Regions from separate parts of the Rattus norvegicus genome. Here region 1 is linked to region 2. The links are chromatin contacts, called in public Hi-C maps. All regions are on one chromosome and are shown on one strand. The core of a region is the stretch at or near the end of the contact, and the rest is flanking DNA. Distances in the headings are between cores, read along the strand shown. Region 1 overlaps Tbc1d5 (TBC1 domain family, member 5). Region 2 holds the start of LOC102554555 (a long non-coding RNA gene).

Evidence for each region. Hi-C and Micro-C count contacts between places; a contact is called where the count stands out from the background.
Region 1: a Hi-C map of frontal cortex shows a contact between it and region 2, with 1.5 times the contacts expected there. The contact joins two enhancer-like sites. A contact is called at or near these places in 2 of 12 Hi-C or Micro-C datasets (frontal cortex and prefrontal cortex).

Annotation. Positions count from the first base shown.
Region 1 is chr9:3,782,846-3,789,043 of GRCr8, forward strand. All of the region lies in intron 18 of Tbc1d5 (TBC1 domain family, member 5), which reads right to left. Among named protein-coding and RNA genes, the nearest start is that of Plcl2, 260 kb to the left of the region's middle. Within about 2 kb of position 2,541, at least 42 of the 93 cell types and tissues checked have an H3K27ac peak or open chromatin away from gene starts, as enhancers often do.
Region 2 is chr9:3,408,054-3,414,180 of GRCr8, forward strand. LOC102554555 (a long non-coding RNA gene) reads left to right here and starts at 5,683. Exons shown (of 3, transcript XR_010054679.1): 1 at 5,683-5,898. Within about 2 kb of position 2,003, at least 10 of the 93 cell types and tissues checked have an H3K27ac peak or open chromatin away from gene starts, as enhancers often do.

The sequences.
Region 1 (6,198 bases), core at 1,291-3,790, 380 kb after region 2:
TATCACCCTCCCATAGAGGCCATAGGCACTACAGGGTTTGCATCTGTGTGGGTGGTCCTAGGCACTAGCTGCTAAATTTAGAAGGGTAAGAAACTACAATTTCCCAAGTTTTCTTTCCTTTTCTTTTTTTAACTAAGGGCTTTGTTATAAGCCTAGAACCCAAATGAATCTCAACACAGACAGACTCGGTGTCCACACAAACACTGTTAAAAGGGCACACTTATTCATTCAAACCTTCATTTTCAGGGGAAAGCTTATTGAGACCCAAGAGGATTGCTCTGGTTGAAGCAGGTGCAAAAGGCCAAGAAGCTCTTATATTTGGCAGTCTGAAATGCAGTTTCTCATCCTTACCGAGGTTGTTGAATGTGAAAAACATTCTTAAAGCCTTCAGCTATCACCCAGAGTTTATAAATAGAAATGGGATCACATGGGAACAAAGGGTGGCTTGCCGCTTATTCTCATCATATTATATAATTGCAATTCTAAAACTGTCAGAAGCCACTTTAATCTCTAGCTTAGTGTCTCGTGCTGTGCACTCCTCCAGCTAACAATGCTCTCCGCAAGGCAGCTTTAGTCACTTGCCTTCATTACCCTGCCTTCTGTGATAAAGAAGAAATGCTTGCCCAATCACCCCGAGGTCATATGAAAACAACCACTTAACGGTCCTGAAAGGAAATGCTCACTGTGCTCACTGAGTTTACTCTTGCTCATATGGTCTACTTCCTGTTATAGGAAGGGATGTGGTGGGGTCATGATGGAATTTGCGAGTAGACATTCCTGGGTTCAAATCCTATTTTTCTTCCATTTATGAGCCAAATAACTTTGAACAAATTCTTTAATTCCTCTTCTTCACACCTCTGTCTGCCAGGAATGGTGGAAGAAGGAAATGAACATGCATGAAGATTACTGGCAGGACATGCACTCAGTAAGTCAAGTCTCACAGTTTCTTTTTAAACAATTAAGCTAAAACAATGAAACAGGCTTAAAGTACAGAATTTTATGACTCACTGTCAGAAAATACTAGTTTCTGATTTCAAAACTTCATGTAGCAAACGATCAATAAAGGACACAAGATCCCAGCATTGTCCTACCTTTGGAAGACAAATTCATATACAAAGCACGAAATGGACACCTAAGGCCAGGCTACCTACAGAGCACAGTGTATTTGGAAGCCCCGTAGGTGAGAATTAGAGGGCAGGGGCTACTTTACTAGAAAAGAAAAAAAGCTAGCATCTAACGTCTTGAAGAGTGACATTAAATTAAATATACTGATATAAATATACAAGCTTTGCATGTATGAACCCATACTCTTCACAACAAGTCTGTACGGTAGATTCTCTCATTTATGTAACAGATATCCCTCTGTCAGCATATTCTCTGGGAGTCTATACTCAGGTTAGCCCTAACCAAGAACCAGGCTACTTGGCCCCCTATCCCATTTCTCCTGTGGGTGCACTCGCATGCACGTTCTATGGCTCTCCTAGCAAATATCTCAGTTTCTTCTAGCACACATTCACCAGCTTTAATGGAGAGTCCTAACTTCTGGTGGCTTACCAAATTATTTCCTTTATAAAATGTTTAGAAATGGTTTAGCATTGCGGCACATTTCACATTCTACTACTCATAGGGTGAGGCAGGATGATTTCTGGGAGTTCAAGGTCAGCCTGGGTTACATGGTGAGAACTTATTTAAAAGATAAAAAAGGCATTTCTACAGGGGCATTAAATTGTCTGAATATTATACAATTTGGTTGTTTATAAAATATATCTTTCTATAATAGCTATATTAAAGCTTCAATAACGTTCTGGTAGTTCTTAACTAGTAGTATAAGGTTTTGTAGTTCATTCTTTATTCACTTACCTATCGACTTGTTTAATAAATACATTCATTTACATTGTGTTAAAGCCTTGTAGAAAAGACAGTAACAGTTGCGATGTGGGCCCCTGGCCTCTATGGCTTTAGAGGAAGACACGGTCTGTGCGTTCTTAAAGCCAAGAAAAGGAGTAGGAAGCTCTGCAGACGCTGTGGTGGGACTCTCCATAGACCTGGAGGAGGGGACAGCTTCCAACATGGAACAAAAGCATGTTTTCTAGATGACAATTCTGAAGGCACTGAAGGAGGAGGAATCAGAAGACATGGAAAAGCATGTTTCAGGAAAGAAGGATCCAGTGTGTGTGTGTGTGTGTGTGTGTGTGTGTGTGTGTGTGTGTGTGTGTAGAGGAGGGGAGTGGCAGGTGAGCAAAGGAAGAACCAGTGACGAAGTCAAGGCACAGAACTGGGAGGAGCAGGAGCTTCAGATGGACAGAAGGCCCTCTCTCCCATTCTTCCTCCCAGTAATATGTTAGATGCTGGGGTCCGACATGCACTCTGCTGTCCCCACTGACCCTAATAAACAGCAGGTTTGAGGGTCACTCATGGGCAGCAGTGACTGCCAGAGCTGTAGCAAAGTGAGGCAAGAAGGGCCCTGGGATGGGTTCTGCTCAGCTTCTAAGAGTGTCCTCAGATCACAAGACAAGCAGACATGGGAGCCAACACTGACAGCAGCAGCAGCAGGAACCAGCCAAAAATAGCAGCTAGAGACAGGAAAGGCACCCAGTCTTGCTCGAACAGATGGGTGAACAAGATGGGAAGCACAGGAAACGGAAAGTCTTGATGAGGAGGAGGAAGGCTGCAGACGCTCCGAGGAAACCGTGGTATACACAGGGTAAAACACACACACAGGCACAGGCACACACACAGGCACAGGCACAGGCACACACACAGGCACAGGCACAGGCACACGCACTTGGTGTGAATGAAACCCAAGCCAGAAGCATATCGCAATAGCCCTGGAAGACAGCATCAGGAAAAATAGAAAAGGAACGCGATGACTACATTTTACACTGCATTAGATCACAGGGTGTGGGTGTGTGAGGCACTTCGGCAGCTGTACTGGAGAATCAGCTAGAATATGAATGCTATAGCCCTAGCATTAGTGTACAAGAGGCCTGCCCCACACAGTATTGATGACTTTAATCAGTCAGCAATTCTTTGAGCCTGACTATAAGGTGGTAATACTATATAGTATGTCCTATGATTATTAGAGGATTGAATTATAGGAGATTCTTAATAAAGGACACAGTTTGACTTAATGAGTACTTTGTAAATGTTAACTTTTTGTTGTTTTATACTATGAGTGTAATCCTAGAAAGTTATCCCAGGGAATCATGGGTGCATATAAAAACAACTGAAGATATTAGTCAAACATCCAAGGACAGCATGTATACACACATGAACCCTATATGTTCTTTAAGAATATTCTGTTGAAGGACAAGTCACAGACATGTAACAGATGACTAATTGGAAAAGTAAGACTGCAGTGGTGAGAAACATGGTAGAATTATACATTGTTTCCTGAATTTTCTACAAGGAGATGGGGTTACATTTTTATAAGAAAATCAGATTATTATGTGAACAACATACTGGGGAAGACATTTTTTGAAAAGCAAAAGGGTTGGCTGGGGAGATGGCTCCGTTGGTGAAGTGTCTGCTGTTCAAGCATGAGGAGCCAGCTTTGGACCCCAGCACCAACTTGCGTAACATGATCCAGCCGTGGCGATACATGGACACAGACCTCTGGAGCTGGCTGGACAACCAGGCTAGCCAAACTCTGTGCGTGCGTGCGTGCGTGCGTGCGTGTGTGTGAATGCGAGCACATGCGCACATGTACAGGAGAGTGGCAGGTGAGCAAAGGAGTAACTATTAATTAAGTCAAGTCAAAGAACTAGAAGCAGCAGAGGCTTCTGATGGGTGGAAAGCCCTCCCTTCCATTCCTCCTTCCGGTAATGTGTTAGGAACTGGGGTTCAGTAAGAAACCCTGCCTCAAACAATAAGGCAGAGAGTGATTGAGGAGGACACCTGACCTAAACATCTGGCTTCTTACACACATGTACATGCAAACATACAACCGTGTATCAGTGAATTTTGTGCTAACCTGCTTTGTGCTTTGGGCGGGTCGCATGCACACACCAGCTCAGGAACTATCTGAATTTGAGAACAGAGCGGAAAGCACTCAGGCATGCACACACACATGCCAGTTAATTTTAAAATGCCTTGGCTACCTCAAAGGCAGGGGACTCCTAAACTTTCTCCTGCTACCCCAGGCCAAATTGGGGAAGTGGCCAGTGGCCACCCACTCACAACTCACATGGCTGGTAGGCTTTACCTCCTGCTGCTTCTGCGTCCCATCCTTCTATCCCGAGTCATAGTGACTCCATTCCTTCCCCTCTGCGTCCTACTCTCGAAACTCTCAGTCTCCCAGCCTGTGCCCAGCTGTTGGCCACTGTCATCTTTGATAGATCAAAAACCAATTGGGGACAAGAACCTTCAGCATCTGGACACACAGATTCCCAATTGAATCAAAGCTTTAGAACCAATCTCCAACCCAGCCTCCCCCAATAAATCTGATTACCACGGGAAAAAGAGATAATAATGGTTTAAAGACCAAAGTTGACTCCAAATCAAGCCAAACACCATTCTCTAAACAATTGTACACCCTAAACGGCACTGAATGATACGAAATATAAGGGGATAATTTGTGAGAAAATAAATACCAAGTAATTAAAATGTTTTGTCTACTATGAAACCTTAAACAGGGTTTGTGTAAGTCTTCCCGACCTACACTGTTAAAGACTGTGTAAAAGCTCTATAAGCACGTTGCACATCTCAGTACACTCTTAGCTCTACTGAAATTCAGCTGGCATAAAAGTGTTATGGACTGCTGGTCTTAAACATTGTATCTGGGAAAATGGTCTCTTCTAGAAAGGCATGTGTTTAAGAGTTTAAATGGCTCTGTTAGAGCTGTGGTTCTATCTTTTAGATCTTCATGTTGTGTTATAATCAGGCAACCTTAATAATCTTTTGTAGCTGCAATCTACTGCCTCTTTTACCACACCAGTGAGCCCAGATGATAGATACATTATTAATGACAGTTTTCCTATTTACCACATTTGTATGTGATCAGACCAATGGATGAAATCACCCAGCCCGCACCAGGGCCTTTCATTTGAGTTTTTCACGGTGCTACTTTCTGGCACCAGAAACAGGCACCCAACACAATGGCTGACCTAGACTGAAAGACCTCGGCTACGGCTGCTTTGTTGTTGTTTTGTTTCACTGTGTTAAGGATAACTGGCCATATGAGGATGAAATATGACACTTCTATCACCAAAGAAGTGACCCCCATAGAAGTCTGCACTGAATCCAAGCCGAGGATCAAGAAATGGAATAAGAAATACCTTGAGTTACAAATGGTAACGTGAGTCAAGAACCAGAGCACTGTGATATTTCTCTTGTTAATATAAATACTAACAGTTATGAAATTTTTGGGGGAAAATGAGAGGGAAAATTCTCTGAGTTATCCATGTCTCTACCACGTTGATTTCTAGGAACCCTATCTCTCAGTAATACCAATTCTATTATCTTTGAAAAATTGCTATTGGCCTTGGAAGATGTCAGACTGATTCCTGCTATACTAAGTACTTGCACAGCACACAAAACCTTTAAGAACATTAATTTATTCCTAAATCTTTCCTGAGTGCCAGATATAACACCTGATTTAGAGAATACTCAGAGAAATAAGGCCTATGACAGCTTCCAAATGAATTCAATGACACTGCCACATTTCATGTAGAAACAGCAGCTATGAACCAAGAAGGAAACCCACCACCTCCTAATGTTTCTGCAGGGTTGGGAAGGGGCTTGCATTTGCTTTAAGAGCTGAATGCTTTCAGATGTGACTAAAGATGTGATGTACTTCAATTGAGACCAGAAAGAACTGTAAAGTTTGTGGTCATGTGAATCATTTTGTTTAGAAAAGACAGGAGAGGAAAACAACAAAGATGTATAAGGCAGCATGCTTTACTTAAGAGAACACGAGAACTGTGTACCCGTAAGGCTAAAGAGAAGCTGGGGAAGGACTTATAATGAAACTGTCCAGAGAAAGATCATCAAAGGCTCCACAGGCCATTCCTAACCCTCAAGATGGGGCCGTGTAGAGTTCTGATGGGAAGTCAGAAACTATGATTCAGACATAGACAGTAAGCAAAATGGTGCATGGAATACTTTGGATGAATTTCTTAACTGAATGGATTTACTCTAACTAATGAGATTATTGCTCACTAAGAACAAAAACATTACACAGCATATCTTTCTATATTT
Region 2 (6,127 bases), core at 753-3,252:
TATCACGGTATTTGATTTGGGACCCTTTGTATCTTAATTTTTCTCCTTACTTCAGGGTTATGAATCTATAGTCCCAAATCATCTCCTAAATTGTTTAAATCCTTGTCTTTCATGTTTACATATTTGCTTGATGTAGAATTGATTTCATTGTGTACAGGGGAACATGTTTGTTACAGTATAGATTACCCACAATCCCATCTGTAGCTCCCTGGTTTGGTTTTTGACTTAGGCCTTACATCTATCTAGCTCCTAGTATGTGCAGCTCTCTCTCTAGTTTCTTCTTTCTGTTCTACTGACATTTGCATATTCTTTTGTGTATATCATGCTGACTTAACACTTGTATCACTATTGATGAATAGATTTATCTGGTAATAAGCCCCTCCCCCTTTGTTTCCTTTTGAGACCTCCTTTGCACTCCACCATAGACCAACTACAGGCTGAGGTAAGTGCCTGTCTCCCAATCACAACCTCATGACCATTTCTTACCTTCAGCCTTCCACATACATTTTTCAGAACAAAATTGTTGACATGAAACAAAAGCTTATTATAATTTGTATCAAAGCCATTCTAGTGTAGCAGAGAGAGAACAGACATTTTCACAACATTGAGTCACCTGGCATTCCACAAATCATGAGCCATCATAGTTTTATCTTGTAAATCCATTTCACAGAAGTTTGGAGGTTCTCTCCATCTGGCGTTGCTTGCCTTCAGTAGATTTATCTCTAGGTGCCAAGTGATTTCTAGACTTTTAAAAATGGTGCCTCTTAAGAATTGTGTGTTCTACTTGTGCTAATGTGGGGAGATCCATTTAGCTTTTTCATATTTCTTTGGGTCTTATCTTTTTTGTTTGTTTTTGAGATGGGGGGAAGGGGGAGGTTCTCAGTATAAATCTCTGCCTGGCCTGGACTTGCTGTAGAGACCAGGCTACCCTCAAAAATCACAGAGGCCTGCCTGCCTCTGCCTTCCAAGTTCTGGGATTAAAGACCTATGCCACCATGCCTGGCCTATGTTTTGTCTCCCTTCCTCCCTCCCCCTCCTCCTTCTTTTTAATGTAGTGAACTTCCTCAGCTCTTTCACTCACATTTTTGTGTGAACTCTCTGGCTCTTTGATCTGACCACATAGACTTCACACCAATTTTAAATGAGCGACTATTTTGTTCTACCGTACCCTACTCTTACGCTTTCATTTCTTTGCCATCTACTGGTTATAACCTCTAACATTAGTTGAGCACAAGAATTGCTTTCATTCCATTTTTGCTCTTTTTGACTCCCAAAGTTGTGTTGGTACCATGTTTTGTAGATGCTTAGCCCAGGGAGTGGCACTATTGGGAGGTGTGGCCTTGTTGGAGTAGGTGTGTCACTGAGGCTGTGGGATTTAATACCCTAGGCAAAGCAAGTCTTCTTCTAGCAGCCTTCAGATGAAGATGGAGAACTCTCAGCTCCTCCAGCTCCATGTCTGTCTGGACGCTGCCATGTTCCTGCCTTGAGGATAATGGCCTGAACCTCTGAAACTATAAGGCAGCCTCAATTAAATGTTACTCTTATAAGAGTTGCCTTGGTCATGGTGTCTGTTCACAGCAGTAAAACCCTAACTAAGACAGTTCAGCTCAGAAATGGGAATCATCACATAAGAAATGAGTGTTTAAAAGCTACCTGCTACACCCTCCCAAGAGCAAGTTCTTCAGTGTTTTTCTAATCTCTTATTTAATTTTTGTAGCCACTTGTATCAGTTTCCTGCTTTTCAAGAAAAGAAAATTTCAAGTCATACAAACCAGATGTACAGACGATGACAGTCTGAACACTGCTGACACCCCCAAGTCTCTCTGTTCCACTTGAGGCAGACCCTCTTGGATGCTGTCAGTCCCCTCAGTGTCTCTGAAGGCATGTCACTTTGCTTATGCGTGTGAGTGCCTTTCTTCATACACATCACAACATACCCACGCCTCTGCTCCTTTTTTACTCACTGGCATACACCCTCTGGCTCAGAGATTCTCAAAATAGCCTGTCTGTCCTGGTACAGCTGTCTCCTGAGATTATTTATTGTGCGTGTGTTTGCATGTGTGCACATCCATGCTCATGATTACCCATGCATGTACACGTTCGCTCTGGTGTCTGCAGGAGTCAGTTCTTACTTCTGTGTGAGTCCTGGGGATCGTACGCTCGCCATCTGACTCAGAGATTTTCTGACATCCTTTGTCCTGGTTCTCCTCAGCCTGCTTCATCTGTGCTTGCAAATGGACAGAGGGTTGCTTACTAAGGCTTTGCACTTTTCCTTTCCTGGCACAGTTCTGGGTTTCTCTCCTGCAGGGAGGTGGCGTGCATTTGTAAGATCTCTGCAGCCCTGGGGACAGCTTCAGCAATATCATAGCAAAAGCAGCTTTCATCAGCAGGTGTCTGAAGCCCAGGGCCTGAGATTTCCTGGCTAATTCCTGATTTCAAACAAGGGAGTGATTTCTGCCTGTTTGCTTTGCTTGGTCTGGTCAGCAGAGACCGATTAATTGTTGAATTGAACAAATAAAAGCTTTCTGTAAAGTTTTTGCTGGGCTGGAGCTTTGAGCCTTAGTGCTTCCCACTGTGCCTGGACCAGAGAAGAAGCTTTAAACAAGGTTTTGCCTTATGTTAGCGACATCCGCTTTCTCAGAGTCACTAATGAGAAAGCCTTCATTAGTGACCTGCGGTTTGCTAGTGATGACTTTTAAAGGACGCATTAATTGTTGGTGACTTTTGTCTTCTATAATATCAAATGCGCTTTGCAAACAACACCTTACCAATTGACTATGCTAATGAGAGGACAAACAAAATGTAAACAATATTCCCAGCGTCTGGTTCTTATGGGTGGACTGATGTCTATACGCAGGTGAGGGCAGGCACAAGGTAAGGCAAGGCCTGTGATTGGGCAGTGAAAACGTAAGGTGGGCACAGAGATTTGAAGAGAGGAGAGAGAGAGAGAGAGAGAGAGAGAGAGAGAGAGAGAGAGAGAGAGAGAGAGGAGAGCCAAGATGGAGGAGGAGAAGGACAGCCCAAATCTGTGTGGCCTTGAGGGGACGCAGGTAGTTACGAATATTTCATAAGGGATGGGTTTTTTTACAGGACACTTTGTCTTATCTAGGTGGGCAGTTTATAATAATATTAATTAGTTCAGAGTTTATTGTATGGACAGTTTGTTGGGTGAGGATTTACTGATATAAATCTGGTTGATAATTTACAAGCTTATTGAGCTTTGATGTTAACAGGTTATTGGAAGTTGTGGCACAGGGGCAGATGCTGGAAGTGTGAACAGAGTTCACGGCAGAGTCCCAAGATGGTGGCTGCTGCGCTGGCCAGAGAAGAGTGGTTGGCAGCTTGGGATGGGAACTGGAAACTTAGCAAGTTGGGTTGAGATGCTTTGTTGACTAAGATGCCATGTGGCCCGCTGGAGCTGGCACTAGTGTGGGTTGGTAGATTCTTTTATAATATTTACCACTACACTTATGCTAAGTATCTAGTCAGGAACCTTATAAAAACTGTTGAAATTATGTTTGAGTTTAACAGTCACAACACAGGTCTTTAACACAGGTCTTTAACTTTTTTTTTTTTTTGAAAAGTCTTTAAATGTTACCATTGATTTAGAATTGGCTTAGCAGAGAGGGACAAAAGCCTCAAATTTAAATCTAAGTGTAATTTTCTCTCATGAAGAAGTCCAGGTCTCTACCCAGAACTCCTATGTCCCCTGCCATGGTGACAGGGATCTAGTGCTGCTCTCCTCAGAAATGTGGCTCCTTCACCACACCTCAGGGGCAAAATCCTACCATCTTGTCAGCATTCCTATGTCAGCATTCCTATCAACTGGGAAGTGGAAGAATGCAGCCTCTGCTTTATTTATTTATTCATTTTTGGTTCTTTTTTTTTTTTTTTTTTTTCGGAGCTGGGGACCGAACCCAGGGCCTTGCGCTTCCTAGGCAAGCCCTCTACCACTGAGCTAAATCCCCAACACAGCCTCTGCTTTGAAGATACTTCCCCCAACTTGCTTCTAGTACTTCTGTTTATGTCTCATTGGGCAGAACCAAATCACATAGGATTCTGGGAAATGTAGTTTCTACCGAAGGCAGCCATGTCCCTGTCTAGAATCTGAGAGTTCCGTTGCTAAGGTTGGTTGAGATAATACAGGTAGTAGAGACAAATAGGAGTTGGACATACTTTTGGATAAAATGTGAACTCACTGCTCAATGAAGTCTTGGTCAACCAGATATAGCTTGCTCTCCCCCTTCCTCACGGGTGATTCGTGTTGCTTCTAACCTTTGTTTTGTTTTCCTTTTCTCTAACGTGGAGGACTCCATCCCACCTTTGCACATGCACTTACTGCTGAGATTTAGGAACCCTGGAGTAGATGCTCTGTCACCATGAATGTCTTCATATCTAATATCTAATATCGCTAATTCTTCTGCTTTGTAGCATCTATGACAATTGAAAGTGCGAGTTATTTACCTACTGGTTCACTTTGTTCTGCTTCACCTTCACCTCCAAGCCTCTAAGTCCTATGAATCAGGGTCTTGGTTTGGTTCATGCCTGTATCCCCAGCATTAGACTAATTAGTTTCTTATTAAGTTGCCTCTACTCCATGGGAAAGCTCACTGTTTATTTGATTAAACAAAAATAAAATGATCTGCCTAGAAACAATTTCAAAGTCTCCCATAGCTGATCCAGGAACTCCTCTATTCTTCTCCAGCCTCCGTGGACCACAGCAATGTATTCAGAAGCTCATGGCCTCATATAGGAGGTTTCAGACAATTCTTTAGTGCTTCTTCATCTGGTCACTGTCTGCCATGCAACCCTCAATGCTATTAGTTAAGTTTTAAAGGAAAAAGAAAAACCAAAGGAAAAAATGACAGGATGTGGGGATTTGGAATTGAAAAAAAGTTCAAGTCTTATGAAATCAACTAATAAGCTTTCAAATAGAATGATTTCTTGTAATGACGCAGTTTAGTTTTCTCAGTGTCACTGAATGAAAGTTTCACTTCACATTCAAAGTCTTCCTTAAATGCCCTGCTTTCGTCCCCTGCCTTGGTAAGGACAGCATGCCCCCAGAGCGTTTACCCTGTCCTGGACAGCCAGAGTCTTGCTGTGGCTGAAGACCAGTGTTGTATCTGCCGACCCAGCCTATAGACACAGAGGAAGAAGGACCCTCGTGGTGGCTGGAGGACTCTGGGTGGTGCTGTGCTCCAAAAGCTGCTTTAGACACGTGTGTGCAGCAGACACCTGGTTTTTTTCCCCTAAAGTGGCGTGTCAAAATAGAAAAAAAAAAATCAGGCACTTCTGCTTCTGAATTGGCAGAGGGTTCATTTTATGCATAATTTTTCATGTTACTTTGAAAGAAAAAATACCTCTTTTGTAAGTGCTAGTCATGTACTGGGGTGAAAGTGAAGGTCACACCTGAACCCAACAACTTCTTAAAAACAGTGGAGGCGGTGGGGAATCAGTTTTTGCTATCTCGATGTGTAAACATCAGCGGTCAGAATCAATGCAAAGTGGGAAGGCCAGGCAGAAGGCAGCTGACCTTTCGCATACTCCCTGTGATGGCCCTGAAACTTCCAGAATGTAGAGATGCAGAGCTGTAGGCTGTTGTCAAAGCTGTGAATTTCAGTTTCCCCATCATCCGAGGCTTTGATGGGCTGAGGAACCGGAGCCTCACATTTGACAAAGCGTAGGACTCTTGGCATTTGTTCAAGATTTTAACTTAATGACGTCTGCTTTGCATCTTTAACGTTTACTGCTTTTTAAATCTTTTAAAAATGGATTACAAAATGGAATTTTTTCTTCCCAGGTTTTAAAGCACCATTTATATATTGCGCTCTCTGCCCTTGGGGAACCCTGGCTCTGGAAGTCAAGAAGAGAGAATGTGGAGGCGAATTGTACAAAACGGTAAGCTTGCATTTGAAATGAAGCCAGTCCTATTCCACGCTGTTCCCAAAATAACTTGTCTTCTAGAGAAATTTAGTCATCAACGTCTAAACACAAATCAGGAGTCAAGGCTAAGATTTTACCCATCTAAATGTACCACCTCCACGTGTAGTTCAGCAGTTAACACTTCAGACGGGATTAGTATGCTCTTAAATACACAGCTGTCTCTTCCGGTGATGAGAACGCCTGT